2 separate regions of the Sminthopsis crassicaudata genome follow, and region 2 is linked to region 1. Evidence: chromatin contacts called from public Hi-C data. All regions are on one chromosome and are shown on one strand. The core of a region is the stretch at or near the end of the contact, and the rest is flanking DNA. Distances in the headings are between cores, read along the strand shown. Region 1 holds the start of ALAD (aminolevulinate dehydratase). Region 2 holds the start of PRPF4 (pre-mRNA splicing tri-snRNP complex factor PRPF4).

Region 1 (5,495 bases), core at 1,791-4,290:
TGAAGACTATGATGAAAGAATGGAAGAGGAGGAGCAGAATGATGAAGAAGAAGTTGATAATTGAGTTTCATGGAGAGAACACAGAATCAGACGATAAGAAACTGGATGTTCAACATTTGCCTCCATTGTACTGTTTGAAAGAATTGTGGCCTTTTCCTCCACTGCTAAGAATGCTTATATATGAGAACCTAAGAATACTTCTTGAATAACTCCCAAACCAGAGTTTTTATGAATGAGATCTTTCCAATTTTGTCTTACATAATCCATAAATTTTGACCTTTTGACAAGGTAGGTTATAAACTGCCACTTAATCAGATTTTTATAGGAAAAATGTGTAAAAGAGTCATATATTCCACTTCCTATTTTATGACCCAAAGTTCATAAAATTTAGGGACTGTAGAGGGAGCTAAAAAATGGAGGGGTTTGAACTCTTGAGTATGAGCTAACCTATGAGAGATTGAATATATCTTTGGAAAGAGTAACTGAGGCACTCTGGATTTGGGGGAGCTATCCAAAAAGTTCGGGGTAAAGAATGAAATTGTCATCCCTTGGAAAGTAACTTTCATCAAAGTTCTGCTTTCTTTGGTTTGTAACTGATTATCTTCTCTTCCTGAGTCTTCCTTCTCCTAGTCTCTCGATGAGTTTGGAGCTCGGTCCCGGTTTACCACACTCTATATAGCACTTTGTATGTTTTGAGGTTTGTACTTCACTATATTAGTGGAGTATTGGGTCTAGTGAAATGTCTAATGTAAAGTAGGCATTTCTCTTCTAAATTTTCTTCCTTTTCACCTGCCACCTGAACATAAGTTTGAAAATAAATTTTCTAATATATGTAGTATATGACCTTTTCAGGTGTCTCATCCTTTTTGTGCTTGTCTTTTTTACTTAACAAATGACAAGCTCTAAAATTCATTTCCTCCAAGTACCGTTCTCCAGTCTAATATTGGCTTTGCTAACTTATGATCTTCAGTCCAGTTTAATTGAACAAATGTAAAATTTTCTTCCAATCCCAGAGTTCTGTCTCTTGTCTTTTAAGGATAACTTGATAGAATACGTAATAAAATCTAATAATGCTTAGTAATGTAATTATCATAAACCACCCTTCTAAAGTGGTTTTGATAGGGCTTTCATTTTTTGTTAGACTCTATTTACTCCCAAGTTAAGTGGTTATTTCTGAAGATTGGAAGCTGCCAGAAGAGCTTTGTCTCCATGGCCAAAAAATTTGAAAAAATATCTGTGTTTAACTAGAAGGGGACTCCTTCAGAGACCACATTCAGTCCTTCTGTTAAGTGCTACCTTGAGAATTGGGAATAAAGGTTCTTGTAAACCTTTTAGTTTTAATATTTTGGTCTATAAAATAACAATAGTGATCCCATTCCAATTGGAGTTTACAGGTGGAAAAATGTAGTCTGCTAACATTTCCTTATTATTGGATTATAAGGACAAGTTTGTTAATAAATGAGGAAGGAATTTCATTTTATTCTATATTTGGGGGAGGGAAATGGGATGGTTTGTATAAATAAAAAATGTTGTTTAAAAATTGTTATATTTTACATCTACATCTGTGACTATTTGGAAAGAACTAACATCTTCATTGTGTCTTCTGTATTTTGCTATATGGGAACCATAGAAAAACTTGCAATGCCCTGGATAGCCAGCAGGTGTTCCTCAAGTACCAGAAAAATAATAGCTCATCAGTTCTTTTCTTCATGACACTGCTTTCATGATTAAATATTTTCATACCTTAAAAATTAGCTCCAAAAGTCCCTGTCCATTAATCATTCAGCCTTGTTAATTCTTCTTTAACAAATACATTCTTTGCCTTCTGGATCATATCACTAATGAACATATTTGTTGCCAGGGGGAAGGAGGACTGTTGGCCTAGTCATGAAATAATTAAGGGGAAGGAAAAGATAGGATTGCTGGTCTTAAAAATACCAGAAGAGCTATTGTGGGAAAGAGAACAGCCTTTGTTTTATTAAGTTCCAGAGGAGAAAAGTAGGATCCAATTAATGGATGTTACAGGAAAGCAACTGCCAGTTTATCATACAAAGGAAACTTTTTCTAGGAACTAGGATAGAAAAGGTTGCTTTGTGAGAAACTGAGTATTTTTCTGAAAATATTCAAGAACCTGGATGACCATCAAATAGGAAAGTGAATGGATTTTGAGTTTGTGTTATGTTGTAAAGTGGCATATAAATGCTAACTTCTTATAGCCAATCAAAACAAATTCTCACATCTAAAATATGTGAATGTCATTCTACATCTTGAATCCATTCCTTTTTAAGTTTTTCAAAATTTTGATTTTGCAGTATTGTTATATACAGAGTGTACTATTCCCAAATTTCTTTGGATCCATACCTTTAGTATTTTTAAGGCACATTAATTGAATTCCTATACCACAATTCGTTCAGTCATTCCCCAGTTAATTAACATCCCCTTAGTTTTCAGTTCTTTGCCACAACAAATGAGCTACTCCAAATATTTTTATATGTATGAGTCCTTTTTCTCTGATCCCTTTGGGTATACACCTAGCAGAGGTTATTATTGATTCAAAGAGTAGGTATGTAGTTCAGAACCTTTAGGGTCAGAATTCCAAATTGCTTTTTACAGTGGAAGTATCAATTCATACATCCATTAATAGTGCATTACTGTAGCTGTTTTGCTACAGCCCTCTTACCATTTTTCTTCTTTGCCAATGTGATGGGTGTAAAGTGGAACCAAAGAACTGCTTTAATTTGTATTAGTGACTTAAAGCATTTTTTCAGATAGCTTGGATGCAAAAGTTTTGCTCGATTTACTTAGTTTGGACTAGCTAACTTCTAAGGCTGACACTTGGAGTTTTTGTCCTGTCACACTTGAATTACTGCACTTGCCTCTCAGATAATTTTCCTTTCTTCTAGTCTTAAATCTCTCAAAACCGTTTTAAATGTAAATTTCTAAGTCCCAACTGCACTCAAGCATCCCAAGGTCCTCCATAAATGTGGCCCCAAGTTAGTTGAGTTCTTGACCCTTAACATACTTGTGTGTCAATTTCCAGTGTCCTTTCAGATCCTCCTGTGTGAAAGCAGTCTCCCTGCATTGGTCACACTCCTGACCATTCGAGTCTTCTGTTCACTTTGGGTTGTAAACAGGCCAGGAATGTCTTCGTCATCTTTTGTCTGCCAGCGTGGTCCCACTTGGAAGCTCAGTAAATGCTTGGTGTTTGTGCTCCTCACTGGAATCCACAATCTTCCCCTTCCCACCAGCCATTCAGCTGGATATCCTGGGCGGATTGACGGGGGACTTTCATCTCAGCTGGGGGGCCCTGCTTCCTGGCTGTCCCCACCTTCTTGGACCGCCCTCTCTCTCGTTACTCTACGAAGCTGAATTGAGTAACGTGGGCTGGCGGGGAGGGACCGTGACTCGGAGCCCAGCCAGCCAGGGCAGGGACAGCAAACGGGGGCGGAGCCTGACCGAGAGAAGCTGCTTCCGGGTGAGCCCGCCCCACCCCCACGTGGGCTTACTTAGACCCGCGGTGGCCACCTCCGAGAGCAGCCTCGATCTCTGCATCTCTGCTGCAGCTCCTGGTAAGCGGGGACCTGGGTTGTGGGGCTGGGGAGCTGGGGGACCGGGGGATCCAGCGTCTCTGCGATCTGTCCTCCCGAGGGAGCGTGCGCACAGCCTACCCCAGGTCAGGGCAATCCTGGTTGGAGGGTCTCCTCCCTCCTCGGCCCTCCGGACAATTTCTGCCCCGAGCTCCTCCCCTTCTGAGGCCTCCTCTCTCCGTGGAACGCGTGGAACGCTCCGCGTGGCGGAGCGGGAAGCATGTCTGAGACATCCCAGTTCAGATGTTGGAGCTGATTTTACCTAGGAAATAGACTAAAGGAGGACAGTTGACTTGCCCAAGGTCGTGTTGTCGGGAAGTAGCTCTGGTCTCCTGGCTCTGTAGACTCTTTTCTAAACTCGCTGGCTTCCGCTATCTGCCTCAAAAGAGCCATGCTTCCTTCCCCTTGTTGCAGCCTCCGGGACAAAACTTCTCCCCGGGTTGGTGCGTACCCCGGCGCAAGCCCCCCTGGCCCTTCCCTTGGCCCTGTGACTTGGGTGGGGGGCCTCCTTTGCCTATCGCTCCGTCCCGGGGACTTACATGTCTCTGAGGCCGAGCTCTTTTCCTGTGACTGCTACAATAATTGCACATCTGTGGAACCCTTCCTCCCCCTCCCCCCCCCCCCCCCCCCCCCCCGCGGATGTGGAAAGCGAGTGTCAGGCCGGGAGCCAGGGCGGGGGTCACATGGCCTGCCCTTGAGTATACCTTGGGGGCCGGGCCCAAACTCGCCAAGCAGCTGCAGCACTTTCAGGATTGACCCTAGAACTTTTTACCGTTTCTCCCAACTCCCAGGACCAGAACTTCCCAATATCAAGCCCACTCCACCTTGAAGGCTCTCAGGGCAGATATGCCCGGCTGGGGGAGTGAAAGTCCAATGTCCTTTTTCTGACCAACTAAGTTGATTTCTCAGGCCAGACAGTGTCTCCCTCCCCCCCTCCTTGGCAAGGAGACTGACTGTTTTCCAGCCTGTAAGCTTGAGGAATGTTTTCTGCTTCTGCCTGGCTGGCTGTGCCATTGTCTGCTTCTTCATGCCCCTCTAGGTTCTAGTTTAATGAGATGGTATTAACAATCACTCCCTCTTCCCTCACCCCTTCAGGAGTGACTGCTGAGCCTAGCATCCAGTAACTTTACCATTCTTTGTTGAAACAACTCTTTTTCTTGATGCCCACTTGTTGCTGACCGAGGGAGAATTCTTCTCCCAGTCTTTTTTTTATTAGATAAAATTTACTGATGTTAGATGTGTCATTGAAGAAAGTGTTTGGATAGGGAATAGTCTAATTCTGGCATTACTACTAACTGTGACTTTTCCTGCTCTCAGCATCAAGTTCCTCTGAAAACTGAAGGCGTAGGCTCCTTCTAACTTTAATATCTTAAGACTATAATAATTTCTCCAAAGCTGAGCCATCCCCATCTCCTGATATGTAGCGCCTGGGTCTTTTTGTTGCTGCTGGTGGCAAGCTGTGATCTCAAACTCCTTCTCTGAATCACTAGTGAAATGATAAGATGGCCTAGTATTTGACAAGTAAACCTACTTTTGAAAGGTTTGGGGAGCCTTTCCTCAGTATCTTCCAAAGCTCCTAAAATATGGAACAAGTCCTTCTCGGTGTATAACCTTGCCTAGAATCTGACAGTGTAAAGAAGCCAGGCCTTGTGGAACATTAGCAGCTTTGGCAGAAAGTGCAGTAGAAGTTGGAATGGTGGACTCCAATGAGGTGACCGAATTACATGGGATTTCACCTATCCAAGACTAGCCTTATGATGATAGCCAAGAACTGGTTGTTCTTAGGATTGCTTAAGGGACCTTCCTATTGAATGCTTACCTTGAACTTGCTAAGGGCGAGAAAAGGAAAGGGTTGACATTGATTCAGAATACCTGGAAGAAAGTTTTCTCACAAGATTTGACCTTCAG
Region 2 (5,525 bases), core at 454-2,953, 130 kb after region 1:
ATCAAGGTTCAAAGTAAAGGAAGAAGACTCCCAACTTACAAAATCCTTACTTCAGGCCAGACAGAATAGTCAAAACAAAAGACTGGCTCAAAATTAGTCTTACCAGATGTTATGTTAATATTTCCAGCCTCAATTCCAGCTTTAATTCCTTCTTTCCCCAACATCCCTGATTCCCCTCTGGCAAGACGCTCCTTCTCTTTCTCTTCCAAACTGCCATAGTAGATATGAGGCTTCTTCACCACAGGGGAGGCAGTGTCTTCAGGAGTCCTGCTAGGGGTTTTGGTTGCCTGTAAAATCAAACAGTAGAGTTAACCTAAAGTTAAGAGCTGGAGCAACCTTCTGGGCTGCCTGTTGTATTAATTCTGGAAGCAAATCCTATTCTTTATTCTATTGCTCTATAGCAGGTAGCAGATGGAGCTCTCTTTCTCCACTCAGACCTCTGTCATTTAAGAGCATTCTTAGGAGAAGAAATGTGTTGGATGAAATTAACAAACTCCATCTTTCATGAATTTCCGAACAATAAGATAGTTTGAGCTTTGTTTATTTTATGGAGTTGTAAAACCTCTGAAGGCAGCTGCAATCTCTCTTGGAGCTCCAGACTGAGCTATCATTTATGCTATCTATTAAGCTGGGGGCAGCTAGATATCTTAGTGGATAGATTCAAACTGGGCTTCAGTCACACACTTTCTAGTGCAAATCACTTCTCTCCAATTGCCCTCTCCCCCTCCTCCCCCAAAAAAGGAAGAAAAAAACCGAAGCTTGCAATCAAATTCAATGTCTCCTTAGATTCATTTAGATAATAAATGTTTTCAAAGGAAAACGTTTTGAGAGAATTTACCTCTGGTTAAACTAAATGAAATTCTAAATCAGGGGCTGGTTTTCCACCTTTCATGCATAATCTTTAATTACATAGAACTCTGTAAATGGAAAGTATTTATACGTGCACAGTCTCACTTTTCTTCACAGAAGGTTATGGTTATCACCTTCCCACACACAGCGCCTTAGAGCCGAAGAGTCTGGTCTTTTAGTCCGTGCCTCAAGCACGCAAGTTCTTCTCGTGTCTGAGTGATGGAGAAATCACCCTCCCGGAAAGTCCTTCCCACACCCTGAGCGAGCGCCTGCCTCTCGTCACTTTCCTTCTAGATACGAGGATCTGACCACACAGTCAGTAATGGACAAGGCCGGGACTAAACCGCAAAGACGGGACAGGAAGGTTAGAGGTGGAAGACTCCCAGGCGGTACCTGATCCTCTTTACTGGAGGACGAGGAGGAGGAATTACCCGGAGGCTCACCCCCGGTTAAGGAGAGCTGGGGAGAGACGCCCAATCTCCCACAGCCAGCCCGCTGGACTTTATGATCCACGCCCCCTTTCAGAGCTCCCGCCACCTTCACGCCCCCGGCAGTGGCCCGAGTCCCCCGGAGAGCTCCCAGCTCGGGCGGCATCCCCCTGCCTCTGCTCCCCCTGAGCGCGGGCGGTGTGGAAGCCGCAGAAGCCACTTCTGACTCCCAAACATGTGGGCAGAGAGCTCCCACTCATCCCGCACAGCGAAGCCGGAGCTCACCGTGGCTGCAGCTCGAGAAGAAGCCATGTCGTGGCGGGAATCTCAATCACCGGAGGAATAAACCACCACCGCCACCGACTCCAGCGCCGGAGCGTTCAAAGCACGCTCAGGGGAGCGGAAACTTCGAAACGCACCGGAAATAGCGCACAACCGGAACTACGCGAAGTCCCCCACCCCGGGGAAGGCGCCCAGCACGCCTGGGAACTGTAGTCACAGCCGGGGAGTATCCTTTCCGGCTGGTAGGACGAGGCGCAGAGCATTCTGGGAGGGGCGATCGGTAGCGACTAATGAGGAAGGCATTGAGAGGCATCCCGGGAAGCGTAGTCCTTGCGTCGGGCCTGCTGTAGGTTGGTAGGGAGAGGGAAAAGCGGAGAAGAGCGGCTGGCGCGAGTAAGGCTCTGAGAAACCGGTGTAACCCTGGGACTGGGCCAAACCAAACCAAGCCAGCGAGGGGAGGTGGGTGGTAGGGCGTGAAGACTGCTTCGAGCCAAGCACCTAACACCGGGGAGAGGAGTCCGAGGGGGCCGGAAGGGGAAGGGACGGGATAGGGAGGGAGGAGCAGCCGCGGCAGGCGGGCGGGCTCCGGGCGGCTCCTGCCCCTCTGCTGCCATGGAAACGTTGACCCCGACCTCGACCGTGTCCCTCTCCTTTCCCCCGTCGGACCCCACTGACGTGAGAGGAATAGGTCAGCTCTCGCGTTTTACAGATGGAGAAACTTAGGGTTGGGGAGCGGACCCGGCTTGGAGGTTGGGTCTCTCCCCACACCCCCCACGTTGGCCATCATTTCCTTTCCCAGCGTTCCTCCTCTTCTCCCCCTCTCAGTAAGGAGACGGCAAAAATAAATATCCATGGCGGGGAATGGGAGCCCCTGAGAAATTGCTGTCCCTTTTGAAACCACTGTACTTGTGCGGAGCCAGCCGCTCGGTCCCTCTCTCCGAGCCCTGGCCACGAACTCTGGATTAAAGCGGGAATGGAGAGCGTGCAGTCTGCACAGAATTCCACACAGTAGATCATGCGCTGGCGTGCACACTTGTTGAGGAACCTCGGTCCATCCTGGGTCAATCACTATTCTTTACTGCAAGAAAAGGAGGCGCTGTATCATATCCAGAAAGGTTGTTAAATCGATCCTGATCATTGGGGAAGTTAACATTGCTGATAGGAATCCGTTAGGAGAGGAGAGAAAAAAATGCAGAAATGACATCATAAAAAATCATTAAAACTTTTTAAGGATATGAAAAGTCAAAAAAAAAAGGCACATTAAAATTGAGATCATGAAGCTAAACAAGACCCTAGGATTGTTGATTTGTGATCATGTGATCTTCTAAAGATATCTTAGTACGAATCTATACAATTGTTTATTGATTTTTTGTTACTTAAAAAGTGGTTTGCGTCGAGTTATCCTATGTGTATGCGTCAGAGAACTTTCATTAGGATTAGGAAGCCAAGCACTTTTGCAATCATTTTGAAATGAAATCTTAATTATGCTTTTAAAGGTGATCACAAATCCATAAAAACCCACTTGAAGGGCATTAAACCGATTGTTACTATCTATTCCATAAATGGTAATTCATTATGAATTAAGGAAAGTCTGTCAACTTTGTACATTTCCCTGACAATGCTTTATTAAAGAACTCTTGATTTTATATCAGAATCATTAATATCTGATGCTTCCTGTAGGTTTGTGTATATTTATGGTATCATTGTGTGGCTTTTATGTTTGTTTGCAGACACATCTATCACCACCAGAATATGGTGGAGCTTCTTCCTTCTGCCTAAATTTTGACAGCTCAGTGGATTTGGCTTATAGGTGTTGAACTATTACCAGAATGCTCCGTCGAAAACCTACTCGCCTGGAGCTGAAGCTAGATGACATTGAAGAATTTGAGAGTATCCGAAAGGATCTAGAGGTAAGCTGCTACAGCTTGCGGATTGTTTTATTTTTGTTTGTTTGTTTGTTTTTGCTGAGGCAGTTGGGGTTAAGTGACTCGTCCAGGGTCAAACAGCTAGAAGTGTTAAGTGAGATCGCATTTGAACTCAGGTCCTCCTGACCTCAGGGCTGTGCTGTGTCCACTGCGCCACCTAGCGGCCCCTTGGGGGATTTTTTAGGGGGATTTGCTATCTTAGTCTAAATATTCTATCTAGGAGACTATTTCAGTTGGGAGAAGAATCCTAAAAAGAGTTTTTAGGGTAGATGTCCACATCATTACTTGAAAGAACCTTGACTTGAAAATCACTTCACAGAAAAATAAGCACTTTTATACAGGATACATGTATAAATTTGAAACAATAAAAAATTTTATATTATGTAGCAAGAAGGGCAAACCACACATGAATCTGAAACTGGATCATTTTGCATGCAGTAGTGAATTTGAATAGATTTTATTATGTATTTTAAAAGTTTGATGGGGTGCCAAGTGGTATGGTGGTTTGAGTCTGGAGTCAGGAAGACCTGAGTTTAAATATAATCTCAGACATTAGTTTTGTGACCTTGGGCAAGTCATATAACCCTGTTTGCCTCAGTTTCCTCATCTCAAAAAAGAGATGGCAAACTACTTGAGTGTCTTTCCCAAAAAATATCCCAGATGAGGTTATAAAGAGTCAAACACAATTGAAAATAACAAAACTAACCAAGATTGAACAAAAAAAGCTTGAATTTTATTATATCTCATTAATTATATATATTTATTCTAAAAATTGTATTTTCTCTATTATTAAAATGTTTTGTAAACCCACTTTCCTTTCCTCTAAAGGACTGTAGAATGCTTTCAGCATCATAATTTTTAATTTTAATAAACCTGGGCCTCTGGCATGTCATCATCCTTTACTCCATATTTGTATGAAGGCTTTCAGTATGACTCCTTGTTGGGAATGCACCCTGATTTGCCTGCTGTTGGCGATGTGTGTTGGGTATAAAGGAATGTTACAGACTCCATGATTTCAGAACAAAGTCAGAGATCTTAAGTGAAGGGTCCATATGAGGACCAGAAAACACAGTTTGGGACACAGTCTCATTTTAAAAAAGAGAACCACAAATGTCAAATTGAAGAACTAGAAGTGAACCACAGAGTTTGGGCACAGGGCTAGGGAAAATAGAGCTTTACAGGTTTCATGCCAGGAATTCAGGTTTCCCAGAACCTAGGAGCCAGAATTCTGGTTTTCTCTGGTGATTTCCTCTTTGGGAGCTTCACATACCAATGAAATCACTGGTTGAACCCAACCCTCCCACCCACCCAATCAATTTCCAAAGTTTTTTGGAGACTAAGTCTTAGGAGGCTGATTTCAGACAAGCTTGGAGAGACTTACATGATCTGCTGCTAAGTGAAATGAATAGAATCAAGAGAGCATTGTACACAGCAACATTAAAATTATGTGATGATAAGCTGTGATGGACTTGGTCTTTCCAAAAAGGAGTAATTTAAGGCAATTTCAATAGACTTGTGATGGAAAGAGCCATCTGCATCCAGGGAAAGATTGAAGATGAATCACAGCATAATATTTTGACCCTTTTTTGCTGTTTGCTTTCTTTTGCTTTCTCATTTTTCCCCTTTTGACCTGATTTTTCTTGTGCAGCATGATAAATGTAGAAATATGTTCAGAAGAATTGCACATATTTAACCTGTATTGTGTTGCTGTTTAGGGGAAGAGGAAAGATTTGGAAAACATGGCTTTGTAAGGGTGAATGTTTAAAACTATCTTTTCATGTATTTTGAAAAATAAAAAAACTATTTTTTAAAAAGAGAATAAGTCTTGGGGGTGGGGGGGACAGTCAGAAGCTTTGGTTGTAATGAGGCTTATGAAATGCCAGCATGTTGAACTTTGATTCTGCTGCATCAGCTAACCAATGTTGAGTCACTAGTATCACCAATACAGTTAACATGAAGATTTACCCAATCAGCAGGGCAGGTGGACATTACAAGAAAATTCAGCTAGCTTAAAACATTGGGTTTGCTATAGAAGTCACTC

Evidence for each region. Hi-C and Micro-C count contacts between places; a contact is called where the count stands out from the background.
Region 2: a Hi-C map of hippocampus shows a contact between it and region 1, with 2.9 times the contacts expected there. The contact joins the promoter of PRPF4 here to the promoter of ALAD in region 1. A contact is called at or near these places in 2 of 2 Hi-C or Micro-C datasets (fibroblasts and hippocampus).

What each region holds. Positions count from the first base shown.
Region 1 is chr2:497,398,142-497,403,636 of ASM4859323v1, forward strand. It overlaps ALAD (aminolevulinate dehydratase), which reads left to right and starts at 3,041. Exons shown (of 12, transcript XM_074293654.1): 1 at 3,041-3,569. POLE3 (DNA polymerase epsilon 3, accessory subunit) reads left to right here. Exons shown (of 4, transcript XM_074293657.1): 4 at 1-1,540. The coding sequence ends at 64.
Region 2 is chr2:497,532,038-497,537,562 of ASM4859323v1, forward strand. It overlaps PRPF4 (pre-mRNA splicing tri-snRNP complex factor PRPF4), which reads right to left and starts at 1,704. Exons shown (of 14, transcript XM_074293661.1): 1 at 1,563-1,704; 2 at 104-287. The coding sequence starts at 1,589. It overlaps CDC26 (cell division cycle 26), which reads left to right and starts at 1,709. Exons shown (of 3, transcript XM_074293668.1): 1 at 1,709-1,909; 2 at 3,290-3,469. The coding sequence starts at 3,389.